Regions from separate parts of the Gossypium hirsutum genome. Here region 1 is linked to region 2. A link is a contact called in public Hi-C data. All regions are on one chromosome and are shown on one strand. The core of a region is the stretch at or near the end of the contact, and the rest is flanking DNA. Distances in the headings are between cores, read along the strand shown. Region 1 overlaps LOC107915461. Region 2 overlaps LOC107914828 (protein PHR1-LIKE 3).

The links. A called contact is a pair of places that touch in the nucleus more often than the background predicts.
Region 1: a Hi-C map of leaf shows a contact between it and region 2, with 2.3 times the contacts expected there. The contact joins two enhancer-like sites. A contact is called at or near these places in 8 of 34 Hi-C or Micro-C datasets (callus, hypocotyl, leaf and 1 more).

Annotation. Positions count from the first base shown.
Region 1 is chrD10:29,524,660-29,530,869 of Gossypium_hirsutum_v2.1, reverse strand. LOC107915461 reads left to right here. Exons shown (of 8, transcript XM_016844620.1): 5 at 2,141-2,221; 6 at 2,324-2,518; 7 at 2,647-3,193; 8 at 3,237-3,487. The coding sequence ends at 3,487. Among protein-coding and RNA genes, the nearest start is that of LOC107915461, 14 kb to the left of the region's middle. Within about 2 kb of position 2,434, at least 6 of the 9 cell types and tissues checked have an H3K27ac peak or open chromatin away from gene starts, as enhancers often do.
Region 2 is chrD10:28,935,517-28,941,152 of Gossypium_hirsutum_v2.1, reverse strand. LOC107914828 (protein PHR1-LIKE 3) reads left to right here. Exons shown (of 6, transcript XM_016843871.2): 6 at 1-417. The coding sequence ends at 237. Among protein-coding and RNA genes, the nearest start is that of LOC107914828, 6.7 kb to the left of the region's middle. Within about 2 kb of position 3,137, at least 5 of the 9 cell types and tissues checked have an H3K27ac peak or open chromatin away from gene starts, as enhancers often do.

The DNA.
Region 1 (6,210 bases), core at 1,185-3,684, 590 kb before region 2:
CTTGCTGTAAGACAACACCCTACCAAACAAAGATCATAGCCTAATTTTTGCAGATTAGGCTCCACCCCAAATTTCACGACTTCTTTTTCCTCATCATCGAGGCATAAATGCGCCATATCTTTCTCCATTGACGAAACTCCTTCGCACGCCAACTTGTTTCTTTTCACCGACTTGGTTGTAGAACAGACAAAATCACAATCTTTTCTATTATCGATTTGTAGTCTCCTGATTTTCTTGAATATAGAAAAGTTCTTGTCAGCTAAAGCAAACCCTAAGAAAAAAAATTTGGACTTGCCAATTGAGCAAATGATAACGTGCTATCAAAGCAGACTCAAGTTTTTTAAACATTATAACATTTAAATTTAAATTCTTGAGAAATAAATATAATAAATTAAGACCTTATTTATATAATATATATTAAAGTTAATCAAGAAATTATAAATGGAATATAAAGATTTCCATAGTGTAAAGATAAAATATTCATCATTTTTCAAATATAAGTTTCTAATCTATAATTTATGAAGTTAACTAAATACAATTTTTAAAAAATTGAGTGACTGAAAGTAAAATTTTATTATTGTTTTTTAAGTTGGATAGTAAAATAAATCATTTTAAATAATGGGTGATCATATTTATATTTTATCTTTTTTATCAATTATATATAACTATTTAATAAATGATTTGCTACTATTCATTATGCATTATTACTTTTCAATTATTAACCGTTATATTATGAAAATTACTATGAATAATCGTTTTTCTATTAACTGTAAATTATCAAAACAGAAGTAATAATTTTGTTTTCGAAAGGTTTGTAATTTTAGAAACATGTAATTTAATGATCTATACTTATCAATAATGAATGTTTTCAAAATTGGATCATTAGTCCAATTAATTAGATTATTCGTTTTCGATTTAACTAATTTGACCTCAGTTCAATAAAAATTGAATACACAATTAAAAATTTATAAACCAGCTCAACAGTCAATTTTTTATCCCAATGTCAGTTATGGAATCGATTAAACCACTGATTCAACTTGTCAGTTTGATTTAGTTTAGATATCATTTTGAGTAATTTGAAATTTTGATATAATTTAAAATATAAATTTTATGTTATAATAATGTTAATATTTGTAAATGTACAAAAACTTTTATTTATATTAATTGCTTATGCAAATTTTAAAATTTTAATGATGAATTTTATAATTATTGTTTATCTATCATAATTTATTATTTTGTTATGAATAAACTATTACGTTTTTCATTATTTTAAATTTAAATTTTAAATTTTAACTGAGAAATTTTCATATATCACTATTTGCTACTATTCTTATTCGTTATGCATTATTATTTTATAATTACTAATCTTTATATGATGAAATTTACTATGAATAGTCGTTTTTTTCCTATTAATTTCTAATTATAAAAAAATTGAAGAAATAATTTTATTTTCAAAAAGGTTTGTAATTTTAGAAACATGCGGTTAAATTATCTATACTTATATGAAACAAATGTTTTAAAAATTTAATCGATAGTCGAACCAATCAAATCATCCGTTTTCGATTCAACCGGTTCGACCATCAATTCAACAATTGCATACACAACTGAAATTTATAAAATATTAGTAAAATACTAAAAATTTAATAAACTGATTTAACTGTCGATTTATTATCCCAATGTCACTGGTGGAACTGGTTAAACTACCAGTTCAACCTCCTGATTTAGTGTAATTTTAATTTAGATATGAGTAACTTGAAATTTTGATATAATCTAAAATCTTAAGATTACAATAGTGATGATATTTATAAATGTATTAAAAAAAATTCATATTAGCAGTAACTAAGTGAAATAAAATAGTTATGGGCAGTTCATTGTTAGTTAAGTAGTTCAGGATAGTTGTCAATTCTGTTAGTAATCCATTGCTGGTGTATAAGTGTTGAAGATCATATTGTAATTGCAAGTGAGATAGAAATGTATTTTCTCAATTTCTCACATTCTAATATGGTATCAGAGTAATTTGTTTTACTGGTCATCAAAACTCACAGATTGCAGTTCTTTATTGATGGAACGGTTCGTATACCACCAAAAGAAATTGTTGGGGTCGATGGTCTCTCTATTTAAAGTCTGGCTGTTATTATAGAAACGACATGATTTTCAATATGATCATATTCCGGAGTATCAATCAGCCATTCTTAATGATCTTCCTCTGGAATATGATCATGTCGTTTCTATAATAATGACGAGTCGAGCGCCTTTTGCTTTATAAGGCATTACGACGGCGCTGTTAGATGTTGAAGCTCACCAATAAGTGCATCTGTCTTAGGTCACGTTTTCTGCATATCTTGCGATAGAGAACAAATCGTTGTCGTCGGGTTCTCAGTCTGCTATGGTCATGCCTACATATGTTGGACAACCACCACCTCAAGTGTTTCGGTCCAATCGAGCAACCGAGTTTCGCGGTCGGGGGCGTGGACAATCTAATGGTGGAACGCGCCTTCAATGTCAAATCTGTGGCAAGGTTGGTCATGTCGCCCGGCGCTGTTATCTCAAATATGATTCGGCGTATGATTATGATGTCCTAAACCCTAGTGTTAGGTCTGGGCAATCGAACTCCTCTGGGTTTAGAAGATTGGGCTCGTCATTTAGTGGTATCCTGACAGTGGAGCTACTACACACATGACAAATGACTCTACCAAGTTCAATGACTGTCAATTGTACAATGGGTCAGGTAAAGTTGTTCTCAGTAATGGTCAATCTATTCCTATTTCTTGCATTGGTGAGTCTGATTTATCTCATGGGTCTGATCTGTTGCTTCTTAAAGATTTATTATATGTTCCAGACATCCACAAAAATCTTTCTATTTCCAAGTTTATTAAGGATAACAGTGTGTTTTTTAAATTTTATCCAACTTCCTGCTTTATCAAGGATCTGGAATCACGCTGGATACCACTTCGCGGCACTGAGGAAAATGGATTGTATCAGTTTTCCTCTGTTTCTCCCAAACATGCATTGACTGTTGAAAACACGGCTGCTGATGAGGTGTGTCAGAATTCTAGTCCAGATTACAGGTTCACTCGGTGGCATCAACGACTTGGTCATCCATCTTTTGCTGTTATAAAAGAAGTGTTGGTGTCTTGTAATGTTTCAATTCCTACAAATAAGTCACCTTCTTTATGTAATGCTTGTGTTCTTGGTAATTAAAAGTCATAACCTGCCATTTGTGGCTACTAATTCAGTATATTCTGCTCCTCTTGAACTTGTTGTTGTTGATTTATGGGGTCTTGCACCTTACTACTCTTCTGGTTATCAATATTACATTTCGTTTGTATATGCTTTTTCATGGCACACATTGATATATTTTCTTCGCAAGAAATCTAATGCACTACAAATGTTTTTGACCTTCAAAACTCATGTTGAACTTCAACTTGGTGTCAAGATCAAACAACTTCAGACAGATGGGGGAGGTGACTTTCGCACCTTTGATTAATATCTTAATGGGTGTGGTATAGCTTATCGACTCACTATTCGCACACGTCTGAGCAAAATGGGATGGTGGAAAGGTGTCATCGGCAAATTGTGGAAACTGGTTTGGTTCTGCTTGCTCAGGCATCATTACCTTTGTCTTATTGGTTTGATGATTTTTATTCTACTGTGTATCTCACGAATTTGCTTCCTACAAAGGTGTTAGGTGGAATTTCTCTAATGGAAAAACTTCTTGGTCAGAAGCCTGAGTATAAGGTGCTTAGTGTGTTTGGGTGTTTATGCTATCCTTTGCTGGGACCATACAACCGTCACAAGTTACAATATAGGTCCACGCCTTGCACATTCCTGGGCTATGAACCAAATCACAAAGGTTATAAGTGTTTGGATAAGACTGGTCGAGTGTATATTTCTCGTCATGTTCAATTCGATGAAGGGGTTTTCCCATTTGCCAATGGTTTGAGCTCGAAGCCTGCTGCAACTTCTGATAGTCCCGCTACTAGTATTACACTTCCAGTAGTTATGGTTCCTTCACCTATAAGGACCTCATATGTAAGTCCTCATCTTGTGGGTTTTGTATTACTGTCTTCTGAGTCTTCTATACCGTCTCCTCCACAGTACTCTATTACTTCAGGCTTGTCCATAACTAAATTAGAGGACAATCAGCGTACTCAGAGTATAATTCCTCCTGTCAATTCAGAGCTGCCAGGTTCCACTCAAAGCAATATTCATCCTATGGTTAGTCGGAGTAAAGCTAGGGTTTACAAGCCAAGAGTTTACACTGCTTCTCTTAGCCCTGTTGAGCCAGTTGATATTCATGAAGCTATGGCCATTCCAGAATGGAAGGATTGGATTCATGATGAACTACAAGCTCTTGTCAAAAATAATACTTGGTATTTAGTGCCAGCACCAGCTGATCGATGTCTTGTGGGTTTCAAATGGTTGTTTAAGGTAAAAAAGAACCCAGATGGCAGTGTGGCTCGAAATAAAGTTCGTTTGGTTGCTCAAGGTTTTTCTCAAGCTGCAGGTTTGGATTATCATGAGACATTCAGTCCAATGGTCAAAGCAAACACGATTCGAATGATTCTGGTGCTAGCTGTGTCGAGAAAGTGGAAACTACAACAAGTTGATGTCAATAATGCTTTTCCAAATGGGGATTTGACTGAAGATATATACATGAGACAACCACCTGGTTTTGAGGTCATGGAGGTCAATGGGAAGCCTTTAGCTTGTCGCCTAAACAAAGCTCTCTATGGTCTTAAGCTGGCTCTGAGAGCATGGTTTGAAAAATTAAGGGAATTGTTAGTTCAACAACTGAATTTTCAGGTTTCACGAGCCGGTTCCTCATTATTTTTCAAACAAACTATATATGGTTCTATTTTTCTTGTTGTATATGTCGGTGATATAATAGTGACAGGTGATATATGCTTTGACCTAGATGAAGTGATTCTGTGTTTGAATCAGACATTCTCCTTAAAGGATTTAGGAGAGTTGAATTTCTTTCTTGGTCTTGAAGTGAATAGAAATGGTGATTGTTTGCATGTGTCTCAGCTGAAGTATACTCGAGAAATTTTGGAGCGTGCTCATATGGCTAATGCTAAACCAGTACATACACCTATGGTCAAATCCCCTACACTCACCTCATTAACTGGTTCACAACTTGACGATGGCATTGAATATTGGCAGGTTATTGGTAGTTTGCAGTATTTGTGTCTGACTCGACCTGACATAGCATTTGTTGTTAACAAAGTTAGTCAGTATATGCATCATCCACATGTTCATTGGACAGCTATAAAACGAATCCTACGGTATATTCGTGGTACACTGACTCATGATCTGGTGTTTCAGCCTTCTAGTGTCTCCTTAACAATTTTTTTCCGATGCTGATTGGGCTAGTTCTCTTGAGGATCGTAAGTCAACATCAGGGTTTTGTGTGTATCTTGGCAACAACCTCAATGGATGGACCTCTAAGAAGCAAAGTGTAGCATCTCGATCCACTTGAAAAGCTGAGTATCGAAGTTTAGCTTATGCAACATCTGAAGTAACATGGTTTCGGTCTCTTATGGACGAAATAGGTGTGAAGGTTAAGGCCTAAGGGTACACCAGTGATTTGTTGTGATAACTCTAGCACTGTATCTTTGGCAACAAATCCAGTGTTACATGCTCGAGTTAAGCACATTGAGCTAGATTTACATTTTGCGCGTGACAAGGTGCTTAATGGTCAACTTCAGGTTAATTACGTTCCTGGAACTAATCAAGTTGTTGATGTGCTTACTAAACCGTTAACCATGGGTGTTTTTTTATCTTGTCGTAACAGGATGAATGTCCTTGCTGCTAATATTTTTCAAAGCGAGTCTGCAGGGGGAATATTAGCAGTAACTAAGTGATGTAAAATAGTTATGAGCAGTTCATTGTTAGTTAAGTAGTTTATGATAGTTGTCTATTTTGTTAGTGATCCATTTATTGTGTATAAGTGTTGACGATCAGATTGTAATTGTAAGTAAGATAGAAATGTATTTTCTCAGTATCTCACATTCTAATATTTCATATTAATAATCAAATTTTAAAATTTTAATAATGAAATTTATAATTATTGTGTTATCTACCATAATTTACTACTTTGTGATGAATTAGTTATTAGGTTTTTCATTTTTTAAATTGAATTTTTAAATTTTAATAGAGAAATTTGTTTATATCAGGTTTTAAAATATTTTATTAATTAAAAAAAAT
Region 2 (5,636 bases), core at 1,888-4,387:
CTGCCTTCCTTGTCTGAACTTGCAGTAGTTTTAGAGAACAACAGAACTTCCAATATGCCGGGTCGGATTGGTGATTGCTCGGTTGAAAGCTGCTTGACTTCGAGTGGAAGCCCGGTGGGTTCACAGGCTGGTATCATGAAGAAGAGGCCAAGACCCTTGTTTGGAAATGGAGAGCCTCTGCCTTTGGATGGCAATATAAGGCAAGAAATAGAATGGGGGATGCCTAATATTAGTTGAGTTGCAGGACATTTCCTTCTTAGAAATGGTACCTTCTCTCTTTTATTATTATTATTTTCCATTTTCTTTTCTCTTTCTGTTTTAATCCTTGTTTAGTTAATCTAAATGCTTTTTTCCCCCTTGTATCAACTATGTATATTATTAAAGCAGATCTCTTTTAGAATGCGGAATTTAGCTTAATTGGTTCGTGCGATCATCGTTCTAACATCTTTGTGATTGGAAAACTTGGTTGCAGTGTTATGGAACTGGATTTCTATGCACTTCACTTCATCTACTAAATTATGCTTTTGTAAAACAAAAAAAATTAAGTATTTTCAAAATATGATTCTGGGTTTACATTTGAGAAAAATAAACCAATTACATGCAGAAAATACTATAGCTTCTGACGACGTTCTGTAATTGGCACTTTGTTATTATGTATTCAAGTTTGGAAATTTTGAAAGTCCGGTAGTCGGTTTAAAATTAGGTTGATTTTTTTTATTAATTTGGTTTATCCTAGAATTTCATCATTTAGCCGTTGAATTCATCTCTCTTACTGTTAAATTCTTTTCTTTTTTTTTATATATTTTCTTAATTTTCTTTTTCTTTTTTATGTTCTCTAAAAAAAATTGAATTGAGTTAATTGGATTGAATTATTTAAATTGTTTGGTTTTTTGAGTCCAAGTCAAGTTAAATTCGAATGACTGAAATAATATATTGGTGTAAATGCCTTTTTAATTCCTGACAATTTTAAAAATAAGCAAATTGATTTCTCAATAAAAAATTATAAAAAATTTAAAATAATCTTCAAATTGCAAAAAAGAAAAATCATAATTTTTAAAAGTTTGAAAAATTAGAAATTCTAGAAAAATCTAAAAAATATATAAAATTGTTTAATTTTTTTAAACAATTTAAAATAATAATTTTAAGGAACTAAACAAGTAAATTATAAATTCAAGTTTATCATACTAGTGTATTATTTTTTCTCTTATTTTGCTTTGAAAGAGTTTTCAAATATATATAGTTTTAAATTTATGTGATCTAATATGGAATTAATTATATTGTAACAAGATTTTATTTTGACATATTTATTTTTTATTTTAATTCCAACAATTTCACTCGACTCAAATTTTATTTCACTCGACTAGATTTAAAAAATAATTTAAATTGAGTTAGGATGATAGTCAACTCGAGTAACTTGAATATTTCGTTTCACTCGATGCAATTTGACTTGATTCGATCAAACACTTACTCTTACTTCTCTTTTCTAACCCAAAAATCGTAGCTGCCACTACCACCTCCTTTAAAGATGTCATTTGGGTTAGAAGTGAGAAGAGCATAAATATTAAGGAAGAAAAAAAATTAATTAATAAATAAATAAATAATGAAAACATTTCGTTAAATTTAACAGTGGAATGGTTAATTTGGTCAATTTTTTTAACGGTGGTAATTAAATTAACAATTTTTATCAGCGATCGAAATAAAAACAATCAAGTGACTAACATGATAGTTTATCCTAAATTTTAATATTAGAAATTCTTTAATTTATCCAATTTAAAAATGCTTTTTCGATGTCGATCGAGTCTTAGCTCAGGCATAATACTGTTGCCAATGCAGGGGAACGTGTGTTCGAGTGTGTTGAAGCGCATTATTCTCTTATTTATGGGTTGGGAAGGGGTTATAAATAATTTTAAAACTTTATATAAAAAATCTATTAAAAAGGAAAAAAGTGCTTAATCGGGTATATTAGATAAGCCTCGTCACTTATTATCCCCAGTCTCATTAGAACTTCTTCTGCCTTGTTATCGTTGATCTTTTGTATTGACATTTACCCTTTTGTCAAATAAATAAATAAACCATCGTAAATTCGTAATTATGCAGTGTAATAGTAATAAACACTAAATATGCAAATATGATTATAGAGTAATAAATAAACAATTAAAAATTTCAAAACAATATATATTAAGTTTCCCTAATTGAAAAACTGCATATATATTATTCCATGGGATGAACGGATTTTGTTGTAAGTTTTAATTAAAATATATTATATTTAAACATGAAAACATTTAAAGAAATTAATTCTGCTAATAAAATAATATATAATTACAAAAATAAAATGGTAAGTTTTTTTTTATACAAAGTTTAGAATTACTTATAACCTCTCTCCAATCTTGATAAACGCGTTTTAACGAGTTCGAACTCATATTTTCTTACACAGACAACAATAACAATGTCAATAAAATTAAGACTCTATTAACAAAATTGATAATGATTAATGTCATAACCAATAATATTATAATGAAATATGTCATAAATAAAGATTCAAAATTTGTGAAAGATATAATTAATTATAATAATAATTTTTATGTGAATATAAATCATTAAGGTTGGAACAACGAAAAAGTATTGTAACTTAATTTAGTATGAAGTTTTTAAATTTTGTATTGAAAATAAGGTAATAAGTAGGAGTGAAGCCAGTAATTTTTTGGGGTCGAGATTAAGTTATATATTAATCAAGGATATGACTAATACCATGGTGATCAAGCTCTTAGGCCGAAACATTGGGTATGCTACGCTTCAAAATAAAGTGTATTCTCTGTGGAAGCCTTCTAAGCCTTTTTATTTGATGGGCATAAAGAATTGGTATTTTTTGGCTAAGTTTTAGAGTTCTGAGTATTTTGAGCGAGTTTTATCTCAGGGACCCTGGATCATTTATGGGAAATACTTAACGGTGCAACCATGGTCCATTGAATTTGATCCTGTTAAGTCGTTCCCTTGTGTAGTCATGTTGTGGATCCATCTTCTAGAACTTTCGGGGCACATGTATAAGCGAAAAAATTTGTGAGAAATTGATAGGATGATTGGAAAAGTAGCTAAATTAGATTTGAATATAGGTAACAAAGCTCGGGGTCGATTCGTGAATATGGCAATCTATGTCAATCTTGAAAAGCCATTGGTGTCGCAAGTTTTAATTAATGGAGTTATTCAGAAAATTGAATATGAATACTTGCCTACGGTATGCTTTTCGTGTGGTTGTTACGGCCATGCTAAAGAGTTCTATAAAACAAAGAAAACTAGTCTGGGATCAGTAGCAGACGCATCTTCCACTGATGGAGGAAACAATAAGACGGATACCACGATGGTGGTTGACAGCAGTGTTGGTGAGATAGAACCCTATGGTCCATGGATGTTGGTGCAATGTAGGAAGAGGCGAAATTTCAGTGGTTCTCGCAAGATCGAAGCCACAAATCAAGGAACTTTGATGGGTAAATCCCGAATTAATGATTTGGAAAGTATTAATGGCAATTACGAGTGAGCAAAACTCGATTCGATTTGAAAAAATAGAAAAAAATTTGAATTATTCAAGTTAACTCGAATAACTCGATTCAAGATTCGAATTCAAGTCTAGTTGAATTTCACAATTTGAATAACAAATTGGTGTAAATACCCTTCTGGTCCCTGTCAACTTTAAAAATAAGCAAATTAGTCTCTCTCAACAAAAATTACAGAATAATTCAAAATAATTTCCAAAAATTCAAAATAATTTTTAAAATTCAAAATATTTATAAAAATTTCAAATTTTATATTTAAAAAATTTATAAAAATTCTACAAAATTCTAAATATATATATAAAAAAGTTAAAATTTTAAAAATTTTCTAAAATAATAATTTTGGGGACCTAATTAACTATTCAAATTTATCGTACTCAAGTATATATGTTTTTTATTTTTCTTTGAATTTTTTTCAAATATATATGGTTTCAAATTTATGTGCTATGACATGGAATTAGTCATACTGTAATAATATTTTTATTTGACATGTTTAATTTTTTTAATTTAACTCGATCAATTTCACTCAATTCGACTCGACTCAAATTTGATTTCACTGGATTTGATTCGAAAAAAATTTCAAATTGAGTTAGAATGATAAAAAAAAGACTCGTAAAATCGATTAACTTGAATTTTTTTTCACTCAATTCGACTAAACGCTCACCCTAACTATAATAAGGCATCTCTAGAAGATAGGATGGAAGGAGATTCTGCCTTTTTCACGGCAAAGATAAGATCCCACACTCAATTTTTTGGCAGAATATTGTTGCGAGCTCGGTTCATAAGGGGATAACAAGGGCTAAGGTCGGAAATAAAGAGGTGGAGAGCAATTTAATTTCGGCTAAGGTTGGAAGGTCGGTTCAAGAAGGCGAAGTGGGCTCCTTTAATCAGGTGCGAGTGGGTGCTATGGTAGGAGGCCCAAAAGTAACCCGTAGGTTGGAGGGTCCTCCAGACGAGACTGGGACAGAGTGATGAAGCCCATTCTGTTCTAGGCCTAAGAGAGGTTGCTGCTCCTATTGCATACGGTAACATTACTGCTTCTTATTCTTTTCATGTTGCACATAAAGGGAGTGAGGAAGTGGTAAATACTATCCCTTCTTCCAAATTTAATTCCAGTTTTTCGTCCAATTTTAACCCGATGTTTGAGAGGATGTTAGAAGTGCCGGTTAAAATGAAGGAAGGTGTTTTGGATCATTCCAAACATTCGGATGTGATTTTTAAGGAGAATGTTCAACCGAATCAAGGTACCAAAATGGGGATGTTCATAAGGGTATTTTGGGTAGAAAAAAATTTACGGCAGAGTTGCAACCGTTGGAGAGAATTTGGAGGAGGTCGTAAAGGTAGAAAACTTAGTAAAACCATTAAAGATAGAGGGAATACGTTCAAAATTTCATCTTCACGGGCTCTCTTATTTGACTCGGTTAATAGTTTGGTTGAACTTATTAATTCACAAATTGAGCAAGAAAATGCTCAAGAGGATCCAAAGGGTGACGGAAAGCATTTGGTTTCTAAGGATGCTTCTCGGCAGTAAGATTAGTTTTGTTTTGTCTGGGATTATTATTTATGGACTTAAATTTGTCTATTTTTTCGTGGAATTTTCAAGGATATGTGAATGCAAAATTCCCTCGTATTTTCAAGGAGTACTATTTGGCACATAAGTTGGATATTGTTAGCTTATTAGAGCTGAGGGTTAGTGGAAGAAAGGCAGATGAAATCATAGCTAAGTTGGGATTTCAGCATTCTTATCGGGTTGAAGCTATCGAGTTTTTTGGTGGTTTTTGGCTTGGGTGGATAATTTCAGTTAGGTTGGAAGTGGTATGTAATCATCCACAATTCATTGTGACAAGATTTTTTAGTAATATTCTGTCACAATTTGTTCTAATGGTTTTTGTCTATGGAAGTCCAAATAAGAAGAAAATGAGTTTGGTCTAAGAGGATTTGAGGCATTTCGTTCCTTCTAAATCGATTCCTAGGATAACAATAGGGGATATCAATGCAATTCTATCTCCAAGTCATAAGTCTGGAGGTAGATCTTGTGGGAAAAGATGCCATTCTTTCAGGGAATTTGTGGAATCAAATGATCTACATGAT